2 separate regions of the Sparus aurata genome follow, and region 1 is linked to region 2. Evidence: chromatin contacts called from public Hi-C data. All regions are on one chromosome and are shown on one strand. Each heading gives the region's core, a stretch centred on a gene start, on an enhancer-like site or on the middle of the called end of the contact. The rest is flanking DNA. Distances are from core to core; before and after follow the strand shown.

Region 1 (6,039 bases), core at 3,138-5,637, 150 kb after region 2:
TATTCACAAACATCACAGTGTTGGAGAGGAACTCTAGCTTTGTTTTACAAGAGAAAAGACGTGAAGGGTGGCGACTAAAAGCCTCTGTGAAAGTTAACAGAAAGAAGCTCCTGTTGATCCTCTGCCGTCTGCGGTGCACAAACACAAACCTTCCTCCCTGAAAATCTGTTTGAGTTGTGAGCGCTCAGAAGGATAAAATGTCGACCGGTTTTGTTTTATTTGTGCTGTTTTTGTCCTTTTGATTAAGTTCATTTCAACTCTTTACTGTTCCCAGTGAGGGAGATTATTTGCTTTGCAGACAGGGTATATAAATAAAAAAACGCACAACAACGTCACAACATCATCCTGTAACAAGACCGTCTTTATGGTCCAAACATGAGATGATTCTGTGAAAACAGCTGCTCACTTGTGCCTCCTTCTATGTATTTGAAACGCATTCAGCCCGAGCTTCTTCTGTCATTGAGCCAGTTTTTCTTTTCTTTGATATTTCTGTGTTTTCCTGTTGTGCCTTAAACTGACAGCACTGTTTGAGACTTTAAAGGGACAGTCTGTCGACACTTTAAAACATTTCCACCGGGACAAAAAAAAAAAAAAAAAGATAGAACCAAAGTTAAACTTCAACAAGCCAACTGTTTTGCACTATTCCTTTAAAGTTTGCCAAAGCATAGCGAAGAGAAAAATAATCAACAGATCTGTTTCTGAGCTTTATTACAAAAAGAGATTCCGATAGCAACATAATTTGCACAAATTAAGATGATTTTAGTGATTTTAGACGGACTGGACCCTCCAGACTTTTTATTAGAACAGAATAGACCCAGTGAGAGTGAAAGCTTAACAGGAGGATCATTTTCTTTGAGCCTTTTCTGGTGGCTTCCTTCCGATTGGATTAAATTAAACAGAGTAATTAACGGCCAGGATGTTCAGTCATCAGTTTTTGACCCTCTCCTTTGTGTTTCCCACCTCAGATCTCCGTCCTCTTTCCTCCTTTCTGTCTTTGTGGTTTAATTTATCGACGTTCTCGCTCGGACTGTCCGGCAGCGAAACACAGAAGTAAAAACGGTTAAAAGGCAGCTATTGTATATTTTTTAAAACGAGGGGGGGAAAAAAAGGAAAAAGAAAAAGAACGCGAGTTAAACTTCAAGTGCCTTCGAATTGACCTCTTTGTGATTGTCTGTTGATCTTAAAAAAAAAAACTCAGCACTTAGATTGAAAAAGAAAAAGAAAGAAAGCCTCCAACACGCGTCGCTTCATCAGTACTGAGCCGCGGAAGCTGAAGTTCTGTGCAGAATACTTACAGCTTCCTCTGTGACGTGAAAACTTGAATATCTTTGACTTCAATACCAAAAAAAAAACAAGCCATGAAGCCATCTGTGGTGCTTTATTCTCGAGGATACCAAAGGGACAAGACGGAAACACACATCCACGCTTTCTGTCGACTGTCTGATGATTCTGATAGGAAACGGACCAGAACGTTTGTAGTCGTGGTTTCACAAACTGTGAAGATATGTTTATATTCACTAACGAAGCTGCGTTCACGTCATGTGGGAGTCATTTAGAGTTCCCAAGAAATGAAATAGAGACGATTTAAGGTCAGGAGTGCTTTCATGGATTTAAAATATGTCAATAAACACAGAAGAAGAAGAAAAGAGAGAAGGGAACAAGTCAACAAATATTAAATCATCGGCCGTTCTGACCCTCAGCTGTGCAGAAATTACAGACGAGGAAACTTATTTTTAAAAACAAAACATGAAATTATCAATCATCTTCAGAACATCCAGATATTTTTTTTTTAACCACAGTTATCCAAAAGGCTGTGGTGAAAGAACAACAGAGTAAAGACAGATGTACCCCAACAAACTACAATCAGGAAACAAGCTAGAAGTTTCTGAATTTATGAGGTGCACTTGAATGCACCGTGAAGTGGGAAAAATGGTGCCTTCCATCTGGTTCAAGTTTTGTGTGTTTACAGGAGTGTGTAGTTTGGATACGAGACAAACCACGTGACGTGGACGTTAGCAACAACCTGCCCCTTTCTCTAAGAGTCGTTGAGGGGCATTCTGGGTAATGTAGTGAACCACTAACTGCAGTAGAAGCAAAGGAGGCAGGCTGAGTTACAACTGCTTTGGCTCGGTTTTCCTTAAACGTGCGGAAAAATCTTAGTTTAAGGCTCATAAAAATATGTCTTTTTTTAATGTGTGTTGGAAAGAAAAATCGTAGTTTGTTTACTAAATGTTTTCTATTACTTAGTAACTTAAATATTACAGTAACTGTACATATTTAAAGGACAAAGTGATGATTGATTCTTAACAATCCGTGAAAGCTGAGCCAAAAGCTTTTGTTTCCCCAGATTTCTCCCCTCTGCACATCACCGTCGACGTCTTTTGTGAACTTGAACTTGAGTTTCGACGCGTTAAAGAACATTATGAGGTGCTATGACAAAAATCACCATGTGTGCCTTGACAGCAGTGTCACCAAAAAAATCTGAATTAGACCAAAAATCATCACAGATGGATCCGATCAGTACAAGCGTTGTCGAGTGCTTTCATTGAAATATGATAAAGAAATATAAATATATATCTTGTTGCTTGCTTCTAGATTTAAACAAAAAAAAAAAGCTTTGTACTTATTATACTTTTATTTTTCAAACCCTGGAGGCCAAGGCTCCACATTGCAGTATCTTTGTGTACCTGTATATAAATATATATATTTGATGTTTTTTTTCAAATATTGTCCTATATTGTGTATTTTAATGTTGTATTGCCTTAACCTGACTCACACCTATCATCATTTTTTTGTACATTTTCTGCACAGCATAAACATATGTAACCTCTTATAACGATGTTTTCTTTTTGTAACTCTTCAACTTATTATATTTTGTGGATTTGCCTTCAATATTTTGCCTTTTATCAGCGTATTGAGTGTTTGATCTTTTCATGCTGACCGTATTAAAGGTGATTTGATCACACAGCCTTACTGTTCATCTCTTTGTGGGTATTTTTACTCCTCAAATGTCAATATATTTAAAGGAAAGAGGTAAAAGACATTGGTTTAAATGAATTTTGTCATTTAAATTGTAGTTCTGATGACTGTGATGCTCTCCAGTGTCCACTAGAGGACATCGTAGCTCTAAGTGTAACTGCTCTTTAGTACATCTGCTCCTGTTTCACAATCTGCTCCCAGTTAAGCCTTTAATGGTTTCACTGCAGGAACAAACTGGGCCAGAAGGGATCAAACACAGTCTAATATTATCTTACTGTGACACACTGCATCATAAAGCAAGTACAATGTCCACAAAAGGGCTGGAAAACACTTGTATGTGTGTCAGAATGTACAAACCAGGAGTGACGCTTAACATTGTTAGATAGCAAACAGTAATATATCCTCCAATATACAACATTCACAGCTTTTACTTCAGGAACACTCGCATCTTCAAGGACTCTTAATAAATACAAATATAGTAAAGTAAAAAGTATAATGTGGCATCATATGTAAAAGATAAAAAAATATAATATTTTCCCCTGAAATGAATTGTTTTGAGATTAAACTATTTGGCTATCATGTTAACTAAGGAAGCAAACTAAAATTAGCCACATTTATAGAAATATGTATATAAAGATGAATTACACTGACAAACAGCTCAGTTAAGTGAAAGTGGACTAAGTAAAGCTAGCTAATATTAGCCATATTTATAGCTAACATTTGCCACATGTATCAAAATTAAAGATAAATCATACCAACTAACATAGCTGAATTTATTGATATAGAGTTAGCTAAATAAAACTAGCTAATATTAGCTACATTTATCGCAAACATCGCACACCTTTTGAAAATTAAAAATTAATCATATCAACAAACAGCTCAGTTTGTCAATAAAGTTAGCCAAGTAAAGGAAGCTAACATTAGCCACATCTACAGATGTTATTAACATTACATCGACAATCATAGTTGATCTTATAAATATGAAGTTACATCTATAGAAATTAAACATTTATCATGTTAGCAAACATAGCTCAGTACACAGTTAGCTAAGTTAAGCTAGCTTTATTTTTTATCTTTAGATGATAACACTTTTTAAAGCTAACGTTACATGCTCTCGCTTTAAATTGATAAAATGAAGTTAGCTTCTCTGAACTTCTGTATAAATCAATATGTAGGGTTAACCCTTCTACAAAATGACACCTCATTAAATGTTAATAAAAACAGAACAGCATAATTAATATAAAACATGTCAGTCATACCTGTTTGTTGTCGATAAATATCCGTACATTTTAAATTTTCGACCGTTTCTCGAATTTTCGAGAAGTCGACCGTTATTTTTCCCTACGTCACCTTTGACCCGCCGCGCGCTCCCGACGTCCAATCAGTGCTGGCGGAGGAAGAAGAGGGAGCGCGCGCAGGTTGTGGAGGAGGGAGGACGCAGGAGAGGAGAGGAGAGGAGAGGAGACAGGACGCAGGAGGAGAATTTAACTTTAACACGGTTCCATGTTGATATTCCGGCTCTGAACTCCAGGATGTGAAGTTCGAACGGAGGTTTGTTTTAAAACGTCAGCGGGATTCGAGGCGGCGGCAGCGGGACGACACGGACGAGATGACCGGAGAGAAACTGCGCTAACGTCCCCGGTACACTTCTCCTTCACCCGGGAGCTGTCATGTCATCTGATTTACACCGAGTTTACCGTTAAATGACCGATCTGTGGTCTTGTTTACGTTTTATCTCCTCTGTAAACCGACATGTTGGATTAACTCCCGTCTGAACTCGGCTGGTTGGGGTTTAACGCGAGTTTGAAGCGTTTCTGTCCGAGAACACATGAATCTGGTCCGACCGGTGTCTGTCCCACAGCTTCTACTGGACTCTACTGGACTCTCCTGATCTCGACTGGTCCCCTCTGGACTCTACTGGACTCTGCTGGTCCTCTCTGGACGCTACTGGACTCTGCTGGTCCCCTCTGGACTCTACTGGACTCTGCCGGAGCCTCCATCAGTTAAAGTTTATGGCTCCACTGTGATTAAATCCACATTCTCAACATGTATGCGGGACGGAAGAGGAGAAAACCTGCTCAGAAGGGGTGAGTCTGATTTATTAATGTGATTGAAAGATAAATTTAATGTTTTTTAACACTTATTCTGTTCATCCGAGACACACTTTACTGTTCCTGGTCACTTCATTTAGACTGACATCATCCAAAATGTCAAAACTTTGAAATCCCAGCAAATATATGGAAGCTCAAAATTGAAGTATTTGTACATAATAGAGCCAAATCCACATTTAAAATGAAATATTAACATTAATTATTAAATGATAATCTACCCTAAGCATCTGTCCCACATTACGTTCTGTAAAAAGAATAAAAAATGTAAACGATAATGATAATATCAGCACACATCCATTAATATGGAAGACCTGACGTGCTATTTGTACATAACGGACCCAAAATTGACATTTAAAATGAAATATTAAAACTAATTATTAAATTATAACCTATCCTAAGCATCTTTTCAGCATTATGTTCTATGAAAAGGAGTGAACAAATGAATAAATAATAATAATAATGGCACATGTGCATTTTATGGAAGCCCTAACATGCTATTTTAAAATAATGGACACAAAATTGACATCTCAAATGAAATATTAACATTATTTATTAAATAATAATCAACCCCAAGCATCTTTTTTATATTATGTTCTGTCAAAGAGATTAAAAATTAGAATAATAATGATAATATCAGCACATATCCATTAATATAGAAGCCCCAACATGTTTGTTTTTTTAATAATGGACCTAAAATCAACATTAAGATTAGATATTACCACTAATCATGAAATTGTAACCTTCCCCTTGCATCTTCTCTGTACTGTATTTTATAAAAATGTTAAATAAATAATAATTATAATCATATCAGCGCATATTCTTTTATATGAAAGCACTAACTTGCTATTTTAAATTATGGGCCCAAATTGAACTTGTGTATTTATTAGGCTATCATTTAATATTTATAATCTGGGGTGGATGATGATTTAATAATTATATTTATCTTTTT
Region 2 (6,276 bases), core at 1,858-4,357:
AGTCATTTTTCTATGAACTATTCTGCAAGCTGTCAATCATGTGGGTGGCTCATTGTGTCGGGGACTGAATTGGTGCGTAGGGGTATTTCTAATTCGATTCTTTTTTTAAAAAAACCTCCCCACGCAGCATGTTTTGGTTTGTCATTCATCAGGATTAAATATGCTTCAGTAAGAGGAAAAACAGCTGAACGGGTTCCAGCCCGTCAGTTTGTTTCACAGGAAGACACTCGTAACACTTTCTCAACAACTCCGAGGAACAGCGGCTTCCAAAACTGCTGAAACCAAACCACCAAAATCACTCTATGTCGACGACTGCGTAGTGTTCTGTTGTAAGTCGCCTGGAATAACACTGCAGGTTCAGGGAGTACAGAGTCACGTGTAATGACGTTAAGTTAATTAAATGATTAAAGTTGCTGTAATCAGTCACTGAGAAGAAATATCCAGAAGTGGGAAGTTTGTTTCTGTACTTCAGTAGATTTTCACGTATCTTTACTTGAGACAGTTTTGACTTTTCCTCCCTGAACTTTCTCCTTGTTACATTTTCAATTCAAAAACACGGTTGTATATCAGTCTGAATGCATTATGTCGCTTTACCAGCAATCAACTGTCAGCTGTCTTTGTGGTGTGTTCAGGAACAGCTGGGACAAATCCTATCGATTCTACCTTTAACTTTCAGTCTTTGAATTATATTAACATGACGTGAGCTTCAGTTAGCTCTGCACAGAAATACTTTGAGTACATTTCAGAGCCTGTACTCTATTACTTTACTCCACCTGTGATTATTTAACTTGTTACTTTACGTAGAAGAAAGTTGGGAACGCTACATGTGAAGTTGATAAAAGACATCTACTCAGGTCGAGGCCTGAAATATGGCTTCTGGGTGATTTCACGGACGAGGATGAAAATATCTACTGTCATTTTTTCACATTTCTTTCTTAAATCCAGGGATGTCAAGATACGGGTGTGTATTTTGTGTCTAACAGTATATTTGTAAATGTATTTAACTTATTTCCTTGCTAAAAAAGAACTTACTGACCTCGATAACACTTTATAATCACCATCATTAATCAATGTTCATTTATAGATTGTTAGATTTCACTGTTCAGGAACAATGAGATGGTTCATAAATCAACTGTAACTTTCCAAAGAACAATCGCTAATAAATAGTTTATAAAGCATTTCATTGCTTGTTAACAGTTTAATAACTATAAATTTGCATTATTTAATCATATTTAATCGTTTATTTTAATGACGTAATGGATAAAGTGTTACCAGACATGTATCTGTAGAGGACATGACCTCAGTTGTAGCTACAGGCCTGTTCGTGTGTGATGAGTCATGAAAAATTGTTTTGTTTGTTTGCTTCAGCTCAGTCGTAGAGCTACAAAATCTAGAACACCCCTCACTTTTTTTATCTACAAGTGAAATAATGACCTCAGCTGAACCCTCCAGGAGCTCCTGAACCAGAACTTGTGGTTATTTTGAACTGTGAGGATCCAGATCGGATTTTCTTTCCGAGGCTCGTGCCCAAAATCACTGCATGTTGACGACCGCGCAGTGTTTTGTTGTGGGTCGTCTGGAGAAACCTCCCTGTTCTGTGGCATTATGAGCAGCCTGGGGAGTGAAGAGTTACATGATGTAATGAACCTTAACGTCATTAAATCATATTTAAAAAATGAATGCTGAGAAGCTATGCAATTAAATTACACAGTTAACAAGCTCTTCTTCTACATTCCCAACTAAATCTAGCTCATTATCTTGTAACAGATCTTTTTATCCCTCATCCGCTTTCTTTTTTTTTTTTTTTAGCCACAGAACAGCTACAGCTGATAAATGACCTTAACTGAACCCTCCAGAGTCAAAACCAAAGGAACCAAAGGATGAGAGGAAGGATGAGAGTTTGTTTCTCGGGGGAATCTTCTTTGGTGTAACACCGTCTCAGCTCTGTGTGCGCAGCAGGGAGCTGTGCCAGGAGAGTCCGTCCTGTTCACACTGCTGCTGCTGTCAGCAACACAATCTGTCACCACCACCATCATCATCATCATCATCATCATCCTCCTCCTGGACATTATATCACTCTGATTCTTATTACAGCTGTTTGTCAAATGAACATGTTGTTAAATAGAGTTTCTGCAGCTTCACCTTCATCACCGTGAATATAATCTGCTCACATCCGCAGACTTTACTCCCTCCTCTTCTTCTTCTGCTTCAGCGACTTCCTCCTCTTCACTATCATCTCGTACAGCTTGTCCATGCCCTCGTCCAGACCCTCTCCTATGATGGCGCAGGCCGGCTGGACGTGGTACGGGGTGGACGGGCTCAGCTCGGCCAGAGCCAGCTGCCTCTCGATCTCCCCGACATCCAGCGCCCGCGGCAGGTCCTGCTTGTTGGCGATGACCAGCAGCGGGGTCCCCTGGTTCTCGGAGAAGCGGGTGATCTTGTGCAGCTCGGTGCGGGCCTCCTCCAGCCGCTCCGCGTCCACCGAGTCCACCACGTACACGATGCCGTCCGTGCAGCGGCTGTAGGGCTTCCACAGCGGCCGCAGCTTCTCCTGGCCCCCGACGTCCCAGAAGTGGCAGCTGATGCCCCTGGAGGCCCCCGCGCCGCCCAGACGGATCCTCTCCGTGTTGAAGCCGATGGTGGGCACCGTGTTGACGAACTCGTTGAATTTCAGCCGGTACAGGACGGTGGTTTTCCCCGCAGAGTCCAAACCGAGCATGACGATGTGCAGGGACGTGAAGGCGGCCAGGTTGGAGAAGCTGTTCCCCATGATGCAGCGGGGAGGAGGGTCAGTGCGCACCGCGGCAGACGCTCACACGTCCCGGGAGTGATCCATGCAGTCGAATCAAACGTCTGGTCCGCTCAGCAGAGGCGCAGGGCGCAGCCCCTCGTTGCGCGGAGGCACTCCGGCAGCATCCCTGGACTCACTCCAACAGCGGCAGCCGAACCAGCGCGCGCACAGCGGAACATCTCCAAATGCGCAAATTACGCGCTGCCGAGTGTCACATCATGTCTCCATGTAGCAACACACAACACAAAGTGGTGGTGTGTGACGCGTGGACCTGCCTCATGAGAAGATGCGTCAAGCACGGGCAGAGGACTACAAAATAAGACTTCCGGTGAAGACAAAATAAAAGCCTCCTCTATGCGGGAGGATCTTATTTTGAAAGGTGTGTGCTGCAGTGTTTCCTCTGCGCACAGAGCTGCTCAAACTGACACCTAGCGGTCACATGTGACCCCTGCACTACCTTCTAACTTCATGTTCTTTAGCATTTATATTTGATTGAGACCAATCAAATTTCTTTATTGTTGTGTGGTTGTATGAATGTGTGGCCACTAAACAAGTGTTTAATAAAAAGGCTTTGAGGTTAAAAACATTAAAAACATCTGGTGCTGTGAGCTGACGAGCATTTAAAGATGTTCGGACCATCTGCAGGTTCTGTAGAGAGTTTATAATGTAGAAGAGTCAGTATAATCTGTGATACTGTTTAACCTCAACACACACAGTTGGTCTACATGAGCGTTTACAACTGTCATATATGAAAAAGTTCTTTTTTTGTGAGCAGAAACTGGTAAAGAAAATAAAAGCACGCTGGTGTAAATGAGCGTAAATGTGAATTCAACATTATCTGTATGTAAACGGTAGAATCAAGGACAAGAAACACACTGAAAGTTGATTATTCAGGGATTTAAAGCAGCGTACTTAAGATTTATGTGTCCAAACTCTGAGCACCAACATCTGCAGAGCACTGAAGAGAAGGAACCTTCAACATGAGCTCCACTAGATGGCAGCAGAAGATCTCACAACAATAAGAGATTCTCTGCAGACAGAAACTGAACATTAACATGAACCTCTCTTCTTTTATTGCATCTGTTCACAGGCATCATTCACACTGAGCAACGACTCCACGACTTCCTCCTGCCGCAAACTTTCTCCCCGTCACTTCATTTTAAGCATGAAATGTTGAAAGCGTTCTAAAAAGCTGCACCAAGAAACAGAAATGTGACTGAAGCAGCAGGAGACGTGAAAACAATCCAGATCAGCTGAGTGCAGGTGGTGCAGACTGACTCCTGATGGAGGAGTGGAAGCAGCGTGGGACATTTCCATCTCAGCCAATCTCAGTGGGGGGTGACACCAGGTGGTTCTGATGCTCAGTCTGGATCTGACCCTGACTCTCTGGTCTGTTTAGACCCTGATGTGTTTGCTTGACTTCAACACATGAAACACCTTCAGTTTTAACGTTTTATTTCACTGGAGCACATTTCAGTTTGGTTCTGTTTGTGTTCCGGCCTGTAAGCATTCTGCTGCCGGTACAACCACATGTTCACACGCCTCCGTTTGTTTGTCTGGTTGTGAACAGAAGACGATTTTATAAATGAACCTTTGTGAATAATTCAGCTGTTGTAGTTGAGGGTGATGCTGCAGCTCTACACACATTAACAGCATCTAATCAACCAGATTGAGTGAAAACAGCTGCGCGGAATGAACCTTTAACAGGTTTCATCAGTGAAGAGACAACACCGGTCCCCAAACACACAACAACTACACAACTACACAACCTGAGTCATCAGGACTTCACTAATTGTTCTCTCTGACCTCCTCCTGCATCGATCCTCGACCTGATGAGTGTGTGTGATCAATAAAACAAATTAAAACCAGCTCACACACACACACACACACACTCACACAGACACACACACACACGCACACACACACAGGCACACACACACAGACACACACACACACACACAGACACACACACTCCTCTCTCTCTAACAAGGCTGAGTCACTAAGTGTCTCTCGCCCACTCAGCTGCGTCTCCTCTCGGTTCCTCAGGTAACAGTAACCAACGTGTTTCTGTGGAAACGGGCTGAGCTGAACTTCTTCAGTCCAAATTACCTTCAAATTAAGTTTTAATGAGAAACAAAAGTTTTAGTTCCAACTCTAAAGTGCAAATTAAAAAACTGTTTGTTCTCTGCCTTTGATTACATTTCCGTCCTTCATTACGCTTTAGGGGGAAATTTACTTTAAATGAACTTTTTATTGTTGAAATGTTCTGATGATGATTTTTTCTGCTTCATGTACGATAAAAGATTTCTTTTGTTTAAACTCTCGGATGAGTTCACAGCTGTGGACGGCTTTTAGATCATCTAATCAATATCATCTGATCAATATCATCTGATCAATATCATCTGATCAATATGTGACTTAAAGGAACAGTTCACAAAAAAATCAGAATTTTTTTTCTTTCTTTCCACAAATGTTTTTTTTTTTCAATAAAAACATTTTTTTCTATAATTATATATTTTTTTCAATAAAATTACTTTCAATTGAAAAATTGAAAATTTTTCAAAAAGAAAAAAATGCTATAAAATTTTTTTTTTTTTTTTCAATAAAAATGTTTTTTTCTCAATTTTTTTTCGATAAAAGAAATTCTCAATAAAAGTTTTTTTTCCTTAATATTTTTTTTCAGTGAAATTCTTTTTTCTCGATAAAAATCTGAACTTTTCTGATTTTTTAATTTTTTTTCAGAATTTTTTTTCCCCTGCAAAACTTTTTCAAAACTCATTTTTGAGGCATCTGGAAAGACACTGTTATTGTGTGAACAAACAAAACATGGACCTGAATGTTTTGCTGTTTCTCCTGCACTGTGATATGATATCTGCAGGCTGTGAACTGATGAGGAGGAGCAGATTCTCCAGCCTGGAAAGTGAAACAGATAATCCTTCAGCTGGAGTCGTGATAACGACACGACCAGAGGCTCCATCAGGCTCCATCAGGCTCCACGAGGATCCACATGACAACAGCCGACTCCCCTGTGACGACGGAGGAGCTGCTGGAGGAGCGAGGCGTGACAACAAGCAGATAAAGGAGTTTTATTTCTGTGCGTCCTTTATCTTTCAAGGGCTCTTTACATCCTCCGGACTCCACGAGGTGAATCCGGCCTGGCCCGTTTCCACACAGATGAAACAGGCCGACGGCTCGCTGCAGCGTTTCATCTCACCGCCTGCTTTGCATTTTCAAAAGCATCTCGTCGCCTGCCAATGTGTGTGAATGAGCGGTGTGGAAAATGAATGTTTTGCTCATCACACACGGTTCTGATTCTGTGGTTTGATGGACAGAATAACAGCTGCAGTCCTCTGATGACGGGACAGAACCGCTCCACTGGAACAGAACACTGAGCTGGGACTCGTCTCCAGGAGACGGGCAGGAATGTTGAGGGTTCGTCATCGAGAGGCAAAGGACGAGTCTGTCAAGGTGGCCTGTCCTCACAG

What was found. A called contact is a pair of places that touch in the nucleus more often than the background predicts.
Region 1: a Hi-C map of an unstated tissue shows a contact between it and region 2, with 4 times the contacts expected there. The contact joins the promoter of ahr1b here to the promoter of LOC115577053 in region 2. A contact is called at or near these places in 2 of 2 Hi-C or Micro-C datasets (skeletal muscle and an unstated tissue).

Annotation. Positions count from the first base shown.
Region 1 is chr24:18,335,833-18,341,871 of fSpaAur1.1, forward strand. ahr1b (aryl hydrocarbon receptor 1b) reads left to right here and starts at 4,388. Exons shown (of 15, transcript XR_003982999.1): 1 at 4,388-5,066. It overlaps LOC115577017 (aryl hydrocarbon receptor-like), which reads left to right. Exons shown (of 11, transcript XM_030409773.1): 11 at 1-2,970.
Region 2 is chr24:18,191,223-18,197,498 of fSpaAur1.1, forward strand. It overlaps LOC115577053 (ADP-ribosylation factor-like protein 4C), which reads right to left and starts at 3,108. Exons shown (of 1, transcript XM_030409844.1): 1 at 1-3,108. The coding sequence starts at 2,770. The coding sequence ends at 2,183.